2 separate regions of the Mus musculus genome follow, and region 2 is linked to region 1. The links are chromatin contacts, called in public HiChIP or PLAC-seq maps. All regions are on one chromosome and are shown on one strand. Each heading gives the region's core, a stretch centred on a gene start, on an enhancer-like site or on the middle of the called end of the contact. The rest is flanking DNA. Distances are from core to core; before and after follow the strand shown.

Region 1 (5,458 bases), core at 1,598-4,097:
GGACATTTTATGTCCTCTTTTCCTAATCTTTAGCCAGAAAGTTAGAGGACAGGAGCTCTGGATTGTTCCAGAGTTAGGCCACTGGCCTGGGAAGCAAGCTGTAGGGAAGGATGGGCTCTCATCCCAGTTCCTCCTCAACTGACCAACCTCTCAGGCAACCTGAGGTCCTGGACTCCTCAGACCCCTAAACTCTGCAGGCCGCCTGATACCGGCTTCCATCTCCAAAGACCCCTGTCTACCCACCACTATGGTGACCCCTTCCTAGTTTTGTAGACCTAAATACTTCTGAGTTTGGTACTGAGTTTTTACCTTCACCACAGGAGTGTAAATACAATCAAGAGCAAATATCCCTGACCCCAACTCCATGGTCTTAAGAAAAGTCAACTTTCTTCTGGAAGAACAAGACCGATAGGAGGAAGCTGCCAGACCACATCTCACTGGCTGACGGCCCCCAGTGTTCTGCCAGCTCCTGGGCTCCCTTGCCTTTTCCGAATTGTCCAGTGCCAGCTTTCTCAAACCTTTTGTGACTTTTTTTTTTTTTTTTTTTTTTTTTGGTAGAATCAAGCTAACACATGTCTGAGGCTGTTGCTCCCTCCTCCATGTTGTCTGGAGAACAGATCTCTTCACTTCCGTTAAACTGCATCCAAAAACAACCTTCAACAGCACAGTTGTATACAAAGTTTTAAAACTGTCTGTAAATATACTGTATAAAACATAAAATAATTTTTAATATTGATGACAGGAGAGTAAGGCCAACAGAAAAGACTCAGGTCCTGCATTTTGGTTTGTTTCGCCCATTACATTCTCACAGGCTTGCTTAGGACCGATTAGCTCCTCGGTTCCCGTTACCTTTTGACCCCACTAAAACCACAACTGAGTTTGAGTAGAAGAAAGCAAGCTTGTCTTGGAAATAAGTTTAACATACTTGCCTTCTTAAGTTTCTAATCCAGTCCCAAGAAAACTTTCCAGTTCTGTATAATTGACCCCATTGTGTTTGCTGTTTGTACTCAGGGGGCTGATCCTGTTCTAATCTTTATGTTTTCATGGCTTCTTATGGCCTCGCAAACACTTCTCAAACAAGGAGCGGTGGTCAGCAATTCAAGAGAGCGAGCTGGGGGCCAGGAGTCACTAAGAACAGTGGGTTTTCTAGAAGGTCTCATGGGTCCCAGGCTGTGCCTGGGGGGAACCTCAGCCTGCAAAGTAGCCCTTTGTCTTTCTGGCATCTTTAATTCCATCTCCTCCGAGCTCTTCCGCACAGTCTATAAATATCCTCCAGTTCCTCCCACTTTAAAACAAAACAACACCAAAAATCCTCTCAGCCTTGCATTCCCACCCCCTCATCTTGTGTCATTTGGCTCTTTTTCTCTCAGTCTTTGCCGCCTCAGCAAAATTTCCCAAAAGTACTGCCTGCACTTCCTCTGGCCAAAACCCACTCAACGCCAGCTCCCTGCTGAGCCCCTACCTCCAGTTTGGCATCTGGGGTCCTCTTGGGCCAGTCCCCTGATGTCCTAACCACATTAGGCACCATTCTAAGAACTTTTCCCCTGTACTGTTTGTTTTTATTTACTTTCCGGTTTTATTGACCTTCAAAAGGAGGATAAAAGTTAAATAAGAATTAATAGGAAATGTCTTCAACTCAAATTTAAATGATCTGCTTAGAACATTAGTTTTTCTCTCTTTGAAAACATGAATATCTGGGCATGGTGATTCATACCTGTGGCCCCAGCACTTGGAGATGCTAAAGTAGGATCTTGAGTTGAAGCCCAGCCTGGGTAGAGAAGCAAATCCTTGTCTCACAAAACAAATAAGCCCAGGGAAAAAGATCCAGAAAGAATTCTACCTAGTAGCAACTAGACTAGACCCTTGTCTGATACATCACCCTATTTATGATTAGAAGAGGGGAATACTATTTTTTTAATGATCAAAGCCCAGATCTTGTGAATTTATATATCATCTTACAAGAGAGTGGTTAAGTTGCAAATGCTGTCTGATAGAAAAAAATGAACAGATTATGACCCATACAGACAAGTTGTTACCAATGCCAACTGTAACTCCAAAGATCAGTTTTCTGGGACCATAGGACATTAACTAGGCTTGCATCTGAGTTCAGCATTCTGTCTTTCATTGAATGACGGCGGGCATCCTCAGAATGTCTGTACTTCTGAGTTAAATGCATTCTAAAACTGATGTATTTTACACCTTGACATTTTGAAGATGGGATCTTGGAGGGAGTCAGCTTTTGCTTGGAAGTCATCGAGGCCTTGGGAGTTAAGTGATTTTTGTTAAATAACCATTGTAAAAGATTCTATAGCCAACAATCCTACCCTGCAAGAGACCTGATAGGGTCCCAGCTGCTTGTTATTAGCACCAACGCTGGATCACCCTACCAGTGGTGGTGGTAAGAGCTGTTGGGGGAAGAAGGGGTCTGTTCGGCCTCAAACTTCCGGTCCCCTAGTGGTGTCACAGACCGCAAGCCATTCTTAGGACAGGAGGCCTAACTGAACTAGAGGGCCAAATGGCCAAGGCAACAAAGCAGCCGGAAGAGACCCAGACTCCAACTCCCGAGCGGGGGCGGGGTGGGGCGGAGCGAGGGCAGAGCCTATAGTGAGAAAACCAATCCTCTTGAGCCTAGCGGGAAGGACGGCGGGCCAGAGGCGGGGCTAAGGGGCGGTGCGTCCGTCAGGAAAGCCAATCACTTTACCCCGGCTCGTTGAAGGGGGTTGGTCTGCGGGTCCTCCTTCGCTTTCTCCGGGATACCTCGCCGCCTGCGCTGACTTTACGGATGTTGTAATCTGCGCGTGCGCGTCCTGGCACTCCCGTGAGGCACTGCGGCGCGCGCGGTTGGAGGCTGGCAGAGAGCAGTGACTGCGGCTTTCCTGAGGTAAGGGTCTTGTAAGTTCGGGGTTGGCGGGGCCGCCGCTACCCTCCTACAGCCTGCTTGAGGCATCGATAGAGGTCGCTGGGCCCAGGCGCGGGGTGTGCGGGGAGGCTGAGGCTTTGTGCCAGAGGTGGGGGCGGAGGTACGTGGCCGGTCATCCGGCTGGGGTTGGTAGCTTTATTTTTCGGATACTGCGGATAAAACCCAAGGCCTCAATCATACGAGGCAAACGTTAAACCGGAAATACACACTTATCTGTTACCCAGCTTTTAAAAACAGCAATTTGGTACTTTTGTGGGCGTGTTTTATTAGAGCTCTTAAGTGTCATAACTGGATACTCAGAAACAAACCAAAACCAACCCAGAGAGTTTGCTACCAGAGTGTCAAATACATCGTGATTTTAAGACCTGCCATTGTCACTGACCTAAGTTTGGTTCAAGTCGTGGTTCATTGTGTTCTATTCGAAATAAAACTTCTTACTTGATGATTGATGGGTACTTTGAAACTTGTCAATTTGTCCTGGTTTTCTCTGCGTTAGACTGGTTATATCTATAGATTGAGTCCTTTGAGACTGATGGAACGCTGATTGAAGTAAATATTTAGTTGATTCTTCCTTAGAAAGGTAGGCATATTTCTTTTTCCTAACTAGAAACTACAGGGGAAACAGCTATTTTACAAAATGTAATTTATTTTAAGTAATTTCATCATTGGGAAAAAAAATCAGTTTTTTTTTATTGTTATATCTTCATTAATTAGATTCTTCATTACTGTTGTAGTGTCCTAAGCAACACCCTGATTGCTTCTGTTTTGCTTTGTCTTTGTCAGATATTGCACGTGCATCTGCTTTTAACTTAAGTAGTCTCCTGATGTCATCTGATAAAATGATCTGTATATTTAAAATTCATTTGCCTTGTTCATGGTCTAATACTTGTGTTCTTTCCCCCACTAGGAAAACACATTATAGATTGTATTTTTTTTCCTTCTTCTATGGACTTAGCGTAAATATGTTTTTTTCTGTTTGAACTTAGTTTAAAAAAATAGATTCATATCAAATATTTAAAAACAGGAGTAGTTAAACCATGAGTTGTGGAAATGAGTTTGTGGAAACATTGAAAAAAATTGGTTATCCCAAAGCTGATATTCTTAATGGAGAAGATTTTGACTGGCTCTTTGAGGATGTTGAAGATGAGTCATTCTTGAAATGGTTTTGTGGGAATGTGAATGAACAGAATGTATTGTCTGAAAAAGAATTGGAAGCCTTCAGCGATCTCCAGCGATCAGGCAAGCCTATCCTAGAAGGAACAGCATTGGATGAAGTTCTTAGGACCTGTAAAACTTTTGATTTGAAGACATGCAAACTGGATGACAAAGAGATACAGATATTAGAGGATGAGGTTCAAACTCTGCAGAAATTAAATAACTCAAAAATTCAGCGACGGAATAAATACCAGTTAATGGTTTCTGAAACTAGCTACAGGTTTCTGGCATTAAATGCTAAACAAGAGGAGGCCACTAAGAAGCTGAAACAGAAGCAAGGATTCCTAAATTCTGTGAATACTAAGCTCAGTAATGAACTTCAGGGTCTTACTGAGGAAGTTAATAATTTGATGATATTCTTCAGAAATTCTAATTTAAGTGAAAGAACAAATCCAATGGTGTTTTTATCTCAGTTTCCCTTGGGAAAATACATAAGCCAAGAAGAGCAGAGCACAGCAGCATTAACCTTATACACAAAAAAGCAATTCTTTCAGGGCATGCACGAAGTAGTTGAAAGTTCAAATGAAGACAATTTTCAACTTTTAGATATACAAACACCGTCTATTTGTGATAATGAAGAAATCCTTAGGGAGCGACGACTGGAGATGGCTAGACTGCAGATGGCATGTATTTGTGTCCAGAAACAGATCATATACTTGAAAACAAGTAATTTGAGCATGAAGTCGAGTATAAAATGGGCGGAAGAGAATCTTAATAGACTAACCAATGAGGTAAGCATAAGAAATAAGACTGAATTCATATTGTAATTGTTAGGAATATAGAGTTTAATATTGCTGCTAATTTAGAAAAGGGGGGAAATCTAATTTTAATTTTATAGAAAATTATATTAGTATAGCATATTAATATAATTTATTAATTATGTAATATAATTAATGTAATTTTATAGTACATATTTGCAGTATGTATTTCATACAAATATATTATTAATCATATTACTAGAATTTAGTAATTTTATCCTCAGTAATATTACTGAGCAAATTTTGGACAAAAATAACCTTACTTTGCATTATGAATCTGAAAATTGTGTCATTTCAATTACAGATTAAACTGGGGTTTCTGTTTTTTGGTATAAACCAAGGAAACTACTTGCTTAACTATGGATATTCTGCCTTGTTTCCTCTGACAAGAAGATAGTATTAATGAAGTCCAGGATTCAGTGGAGTGACTTTCTCATTACTTGTTGAGAATATGTAGATATATTGCAGTTGTTCATCTGCACTCTCTAGAAGCTTGCTTTCTTGATAATATAGGCAGTAGATAGTTGAATAAAAATGTAGAGGTTTCTGAACCAATACTTGTATT
Region 2 (5,458 bases), core at 1,936-4,435, 41 kb before region 1:
CAGAAGGAAGAGGCCAGTCACACACAGGCAGAACATTTGCTGAAATGTGGAATGAGACGTCAGGAGGTCTGGTTAGTGTAACAGCAGTGTGACAGAGCTTTTTTATGACACATGTCGTCTCATGCACAGGGTGGTATATTAGGATTCTCTGAAAGAGCAAGATAGGGTGTGTATGTGTGCGTGTGTATGTGTGTGTATGTATACATATGTATGTATGTATATCAGATATATACATTATAAGTATTTGAATTTCAATTCTTAATATGTTTTAAAATTATATATATATGTATGTATGTGTGTGTATATATATATATATATATATATATATATATATATATATATATATATATATCCCTGTACTAGATTGGGATCTATCTATATAGGACCTAGTCTGGGTACTGCAAAGTCTCATGCTGGTAAGGCTGAGAACTGGTAGTTGTCCAGTCTGTAGGCTGGCTGTTTCAGCAGTCCTAATCTGGTGCTATGGTCCTGAAGGATTCCTGGGGAGTAGCTGATCTTCAGTCTGCGTTGGAATCCTGGAGAAGTTGTTTCTATCACCACTGAAGGAGTTCCGCAGCAACAGGGTAGATGAACTTGCCAGTGAGAGTGAGGACAGGCAGGCAAAAAGCAAAGGTTTCTTCCTCTGTGTCCTTTTCTGTGGGCTGGCACTGGAAGATGTGACCCAGATTTAGGGTGGGTCTTCCTGCTCAAATAATCAGATTAAGAAAATTCCTCACAGGAGTGCCCAGCGTCTTGGGTTTCAGTTACCTTCTGTGAGAAACCCTGTCTTGAACCAAAAAAAAAAAAGTTTCCTTCTGTATGCAGTCAAATTGACAACCAAGATTATTCATCACAAGTGGGTTATGATTCAACTCTAGTTATACATCTGGGAGACAGATGCTAATGTCTGCCTCGCCTCAGTGTCCATGGAAGGGATAGTGACCTTCACTCTTTCAAGCAGCAGGATCCATTTCTCTGCTGTTCCAATTTGATCACGGGGTTCACCCATCATCTGGCAGGTGCCTCTGTATCTCCTGTGATATGTGACATGGGAAGCGTAATGAACAGTGGCAGGCCCTGTGCTCACAAGTTTCTGTCCCGTGTGTGAGTCCCACCTCTGTGAAAATGGAAGAAAAGCAGGGAGCTGTGGCAAGAGACCTGCATTTGAGGCTGGAGCCCTCCACATCCCTGGAGTGTGTATTACTACTAGTCAAGTAGAAGGACTCCACAAGGACCAAGGGTCATTCCTGCCAAGGGACTAACACATGCTGGCAGCAGAGGGGCCTACGGCTGAGAGTGTAGACCCTGCTGGAGAAGCCCCTCTGTGGGTGCTCTTCTGTCCTTGGCTGAGTCCACCAGCCCCAGCATCAAGGGTGGTGGGACATTGTGAGTAGTCAGCATGGATGTCCTCACCCTGCTGAGTGAATGTTCTGGAACTTCTTTCCTTTTCTTTCCTGGAATGGTCTTTCCTTTCCGCTAGCTTCTTTCCTATCTGTTCAGTGGTCAGAGATTGATGTTTTTGGGAAAAGTTGACATTTTTAGAAAGCTGGTTTTCTCCCACCTAACCTTAGCTTCCTGACTCAAAACGTTCTTTGTTGTCAACTCCATTGTCTGCTTGTCAGAGGACAAAACCCACTCAAACCCATCTCTCACCCTTAGCATGCAGGGATGTTTGCTGTAGAAACTACACTAATCCCTTTTTTTTCCCCTCTGTGTGGTCCCTGATCATTGTAAAAACTCTAGAAACACTAAAAAGACTAAAAGAAGTAAATAAAAATTTCCCACATTTTATGAATAGTTTTGATTATTCTTCATAGTGAAACTGATGCTGTGAGTATTTCTCCACAAAGTTCCTGTTAAACACAACTCTAGGGTTGGAGAGATGGCTCCGTGATTAAGAGCACTGGCTGCCCTTCCAGAGGACCTTGATGTAGTTCCCAGCACCCACATGACAACTCATAACTTTGTAACTCTAGATCCAGTGCCCTCTTAAATCATCTGTGATGCCCCGAGCAAACATGCAATACACACATGCAAGCAAAACACCCTTACACACAAAATTTAAAAAACAGCCAAACCCACAACTCTAATAGAAATGGTATTGTGTCACAGGACATAGTCTATTTACACCATATTTCCAATTTATGTTTTAGGTTAGTCCTGGGCAGTTTCTTTTTCTTTTTTTTCTTTAGACTTTACCCCAGGGTCTAGAATCAGCATCACAGAGGTCAAAATCTTTCCAGAGAAACACTGACCTACGCATACACAACATACACAACATACGTGCTCCAAGGTGTGCCCATCTTTACCAACACAGGCACCTACTATACATCCTGCTGACCTGGGAGGCAGAGCCTGTGTTCTCTGTGTGTGTGTGTGTGTGTGTATATCAGCCAGATGGTGGTAGTTCACTTGGGAGGCAGAGTCAGGTAATCTCTTGAGTTCAAGCCCAGCCTGGTCTACACAGTGAGTTCCATGACAGCTAGGGCTTCACAGAGAAACCCTGTCTTTAAAAAAAAAAAAAAAAAAAGCCGGGGCCTGGCAAACACAGAAGTGGATGCTCACAGTCAGCTATTGGATGGAACACAGGGCCCCCAATGGAGGAGCTAGAGAAAGTACCCAAGGAGCTAAAGGGGTCTGCAACCCTATAGGTAGAACAACAATTTGAACTACCCAGTACCCCCAGAGCTCGTGTCTCTAGCTGCATATGTAGCAGAAGATGGCCTAGTGGGCCATCATTGGGAAGAGAGGCCCCTTGGTCTTGCAAACTTTATATGCCTCAGTACTGGGGAACGCCAGGGCCAAGAAGTGGGAGTGGGGGTGGGGGGAGGGTATGGGGGAATTTTGGGATAGCATTTGAAATGTAAATGAAGGAAATACTTAATTAAAAGAAAATAAATTTAAAAAAAATTAAAAACAAAACAGACAAAGAAAAAACCAAAAGAAAAAAAAAAAAAAAAACCTCCCAAAAAACAAAAAAACAAAAAAACCACCAAACAACAAAAACCAAAACCCACATTGTTTAAACAAGCTTACAGTTCTGGGCTGCAGCTCAGACACACCTTACACCAGGCCTTTAGCACAGTTCCAGTTACTGCCTTTGTTGAGCCAATGGGGCACTTTACTAGCGTGGGGATCTGTGGCTGCCTTCTGGCAGGCATTTCTATGGCTCCCCCTGGTGGTGGATAGCTGCAGTGGCTTCTAACTGATTTCAGCTGCTGGGCCATGTGCTAGAACCATTCACAGTATCTCTTAACCAGTCCCATGTAGCATGTTGTTGTATTTCCAGTGTATCTGGATAGGATTTAGAATCCTCATCTAGGGAAATGCCCTGGCTCAAGGCCAAGTGGAAATGCAGCACTGTGGGCAGGAAGGCAATGGGCCTTCAGATGTCGCTAGCCCTAGCACTGTTGAGTCTTGGAGTCTCAGTGTTAATGTTCTTATTTCCTCCATCTTTTCCCCAGTGTCTGCCCTGTTGTCTTCTGCCCAAACGTAGCCCCAGTGTATGCTGGTAGTGGTCCAGTCCCCACTTTAGAGGGCACATATGTGATGGTTCCCTTAGGGAACCTCAGATCCTCATCTGAGTATCAGTGGGTGTAGGGAAGGTGCCGTGTTGGGAGGAGGCTCCTGGAGAATATGGCTTGGCAGAGTCCAGGCCTGAAGTACTGAGCCTTATGGTATGTGCTCCATGTCCTGTGCTGTTCTGGAGAAGGGTTGCAAGCTAGTCCTGGCTCTTAGTTCTCAGCAAGACATATAGCAGGTGTTCCATCCGTGTGAAGCAAGACCATTTCCAGTGTAGTCTTCTTGCTTCTGAGGGAGCACAGACTCACAAGTAAGCAAGGGAAAGAAGGCTACCGTAGATCACATGCAGTCGAAGGGTGCCCATCCTCAGACAGCAGGCTTCAGAAGAGGCTTCCGCTGTTTAAACTGCAGTGTGACCAGGGAAGGCCTCAGCCAAGCTCACCCACTTGCTGCTGCACAGTTTCTAGGAAGCGTTTAGAAGCAGCAGAAGCTCAGGCATGCATGACAAGAGTGGTAGTGTGTTTGGTGTGTGTGCCTGAGTGTATTGTATCTGTGCTTGCATGCACACACATATACATTGTGTGCATTACATATGTAAACACACTTTTTGTTTATTTTCATCTCCATACATTTTTAGTGTACACACACATATTGCATCTTTAGTTAAAAAGTAGTGATGTGGAGGTTAGAGTCCCATACCATAGTAGTGGGGGCCTTCTGAGAGCTGGGGTGAGTGCTATCCTGGTCTTGACTCTGTCTCTGAGACTAGGTGTCTCCTGAAGGTGTGAGCAGTGTTGTAGGCTGATAGACAGATGAAACTGGGCAGGGCAGATGGCCTCAGGACCTGGTGAGTAGACCAGAACCACAAGAGTAGTTGTGGCATCTGTGGCCACTTAGAGGCAGTCTCCATATTGGGCACTATTGCACTCAATCCAGTAGAGGAGGGACTGTGGATTCAGGCTCACATATCTTTGGCATAACGGGTTACCAGCATGAATAGGATTTCCTTCCCCACTGACCCTACACATGTGTCCCTTAGGTCACAGCCCGCTGGCCTTCACTGATGGATTGCAGGCTTGGCCTCCTCACAGAGGCCATGCTATCACTGTCATAATCAAGGTTGGGCTCTGAGGATAGGGCTTCTCAGGCCCACCTGATGTCTGTGTCTCTCCTTCCCTGGGATAGCCAGGGGCTGAGTGTAGTGATCAGAGCCTTGTGTATGGCTGTAGAGTCTGGCTTACTGTGTTTCTTCTGGATACTTTCACAGTCAGATGTGGAGACACTTCTAGCACAGGCCTTGGGAAGTCTAGGATCAGTTATCTTGCCATGAGAGCAATGTCCACAGAGCATGAGTAGACCTTTGGTCACTCCGTGCTGGGGCAACTTCATTCTGTTGTCCTAGCTAGGTCTTCAGAGGGCTCCCACCTTGACAATGGCAGATTGAGGCAGCCTGTGACCTCAATGGCTTTCCTGGTTGCCTCGACTCTCTCTTCTCCATTATCCTGATGATCTATGATGTCTCAGCCCCATGTCTAGAGAATGTGCATCAAAGGCTCATCCCTCCACAGTGTGGGCTTAGCATTCCTCTCTTAAGGTCAGACAGCATTACTTCTCCACTCTGTGGATTAAATAAACAGAGGCCCTGGCATAGATGTTGATGCCTGGCAACCTTCAGCTCAGACTGTCTAATTTCCTGAGAGTCCTTTACCTCATGGGGGTCCCACCATGGCATCACAACATGGGTGTGAGTGCAGTTCACAGGCTAATTGGCTCCGTGTCTTCAGACAGGCATGCCTGAGGCAGGGCACTCTGTACTTAGCCTCAGCCGAACCTGAATATGTGGTCTTGGTCAGCAGTAACTGAAAATGTAAAGAATGTTCCTATCTAGGTGAATGGCCCGCCCTTCTCAAAGGCCAGAGACGTCAGGCCGCCAGAG

What was found. HiChIP or PLAC-seq counts read pairs in DNA pulled down with a chosen protein or histone mark.
Region 2: an H3K4me3 HiChIP or PLAC-seq map of the SCID.adh cell line shows a contact between it and region 1, with 23 read pairs. The contact joins the enhancer-like site here to the promoter of Haus3 in region 1. A contact is called at or near these places in 1 of 39 promoter capture datasets (macrophages), 1 of 15 datasets of contacts at CTCF or cohesin (CD8 T cells), 19 of 484 Hi-C or Micro-C datasets (CD4 T cells, CD8 T cells, CD8 central memory T cells and 12 more), 7 of 115 datasets of contacts at active chromatin or transcription factors (CD8 T cells, the HPC-7 cell line, the SCID.adh cell line and 3 more) and 3 of 9 other capture datasets (adipose tissue, liver and pancreatic islet).

What each region holds. Positions count from the first base shown.
Region 1 is chr5:34,166,813-34,172,270 of GRCm38.p6, reverse strand. Haus3 (HAUS augmin-like complex, subunit 3) reads left to right here and starts at 2,847. Exons shown (of 5, transcript NM_146159.1): 1 at 2,847-2,881; 2 at 3,828-4,866. The coding sequence starts at 3,958. Poln (DNA polymerase N) reads left to right here and starts at 2,745. Exons shown (of 25, transcript NM_181857.4): 1 at 2,745-2,881.
Region 2 is chr5:34,208,143-34,213,600 of GRCm38.p6, reverse strand. The region is part of intron 8 of Zfyve28 (zinc finger, FYVE domain containing 28); the gene reads left to right. Among named protein-coding and RNA genes, the nearest start is that of Mxd4, 23 kb to the right of the region's middle. Within about 2 kb of position 3,185, at least 40 of the 459 cell types and tissues checked have an H3K27ac peak or open chromatin away from gene starts, as enhancers often do. A contact at or near this core is called in CD8 central memory T cells, the SCID.adh cell line, Sertoli cells and 2 more, where this site is marked.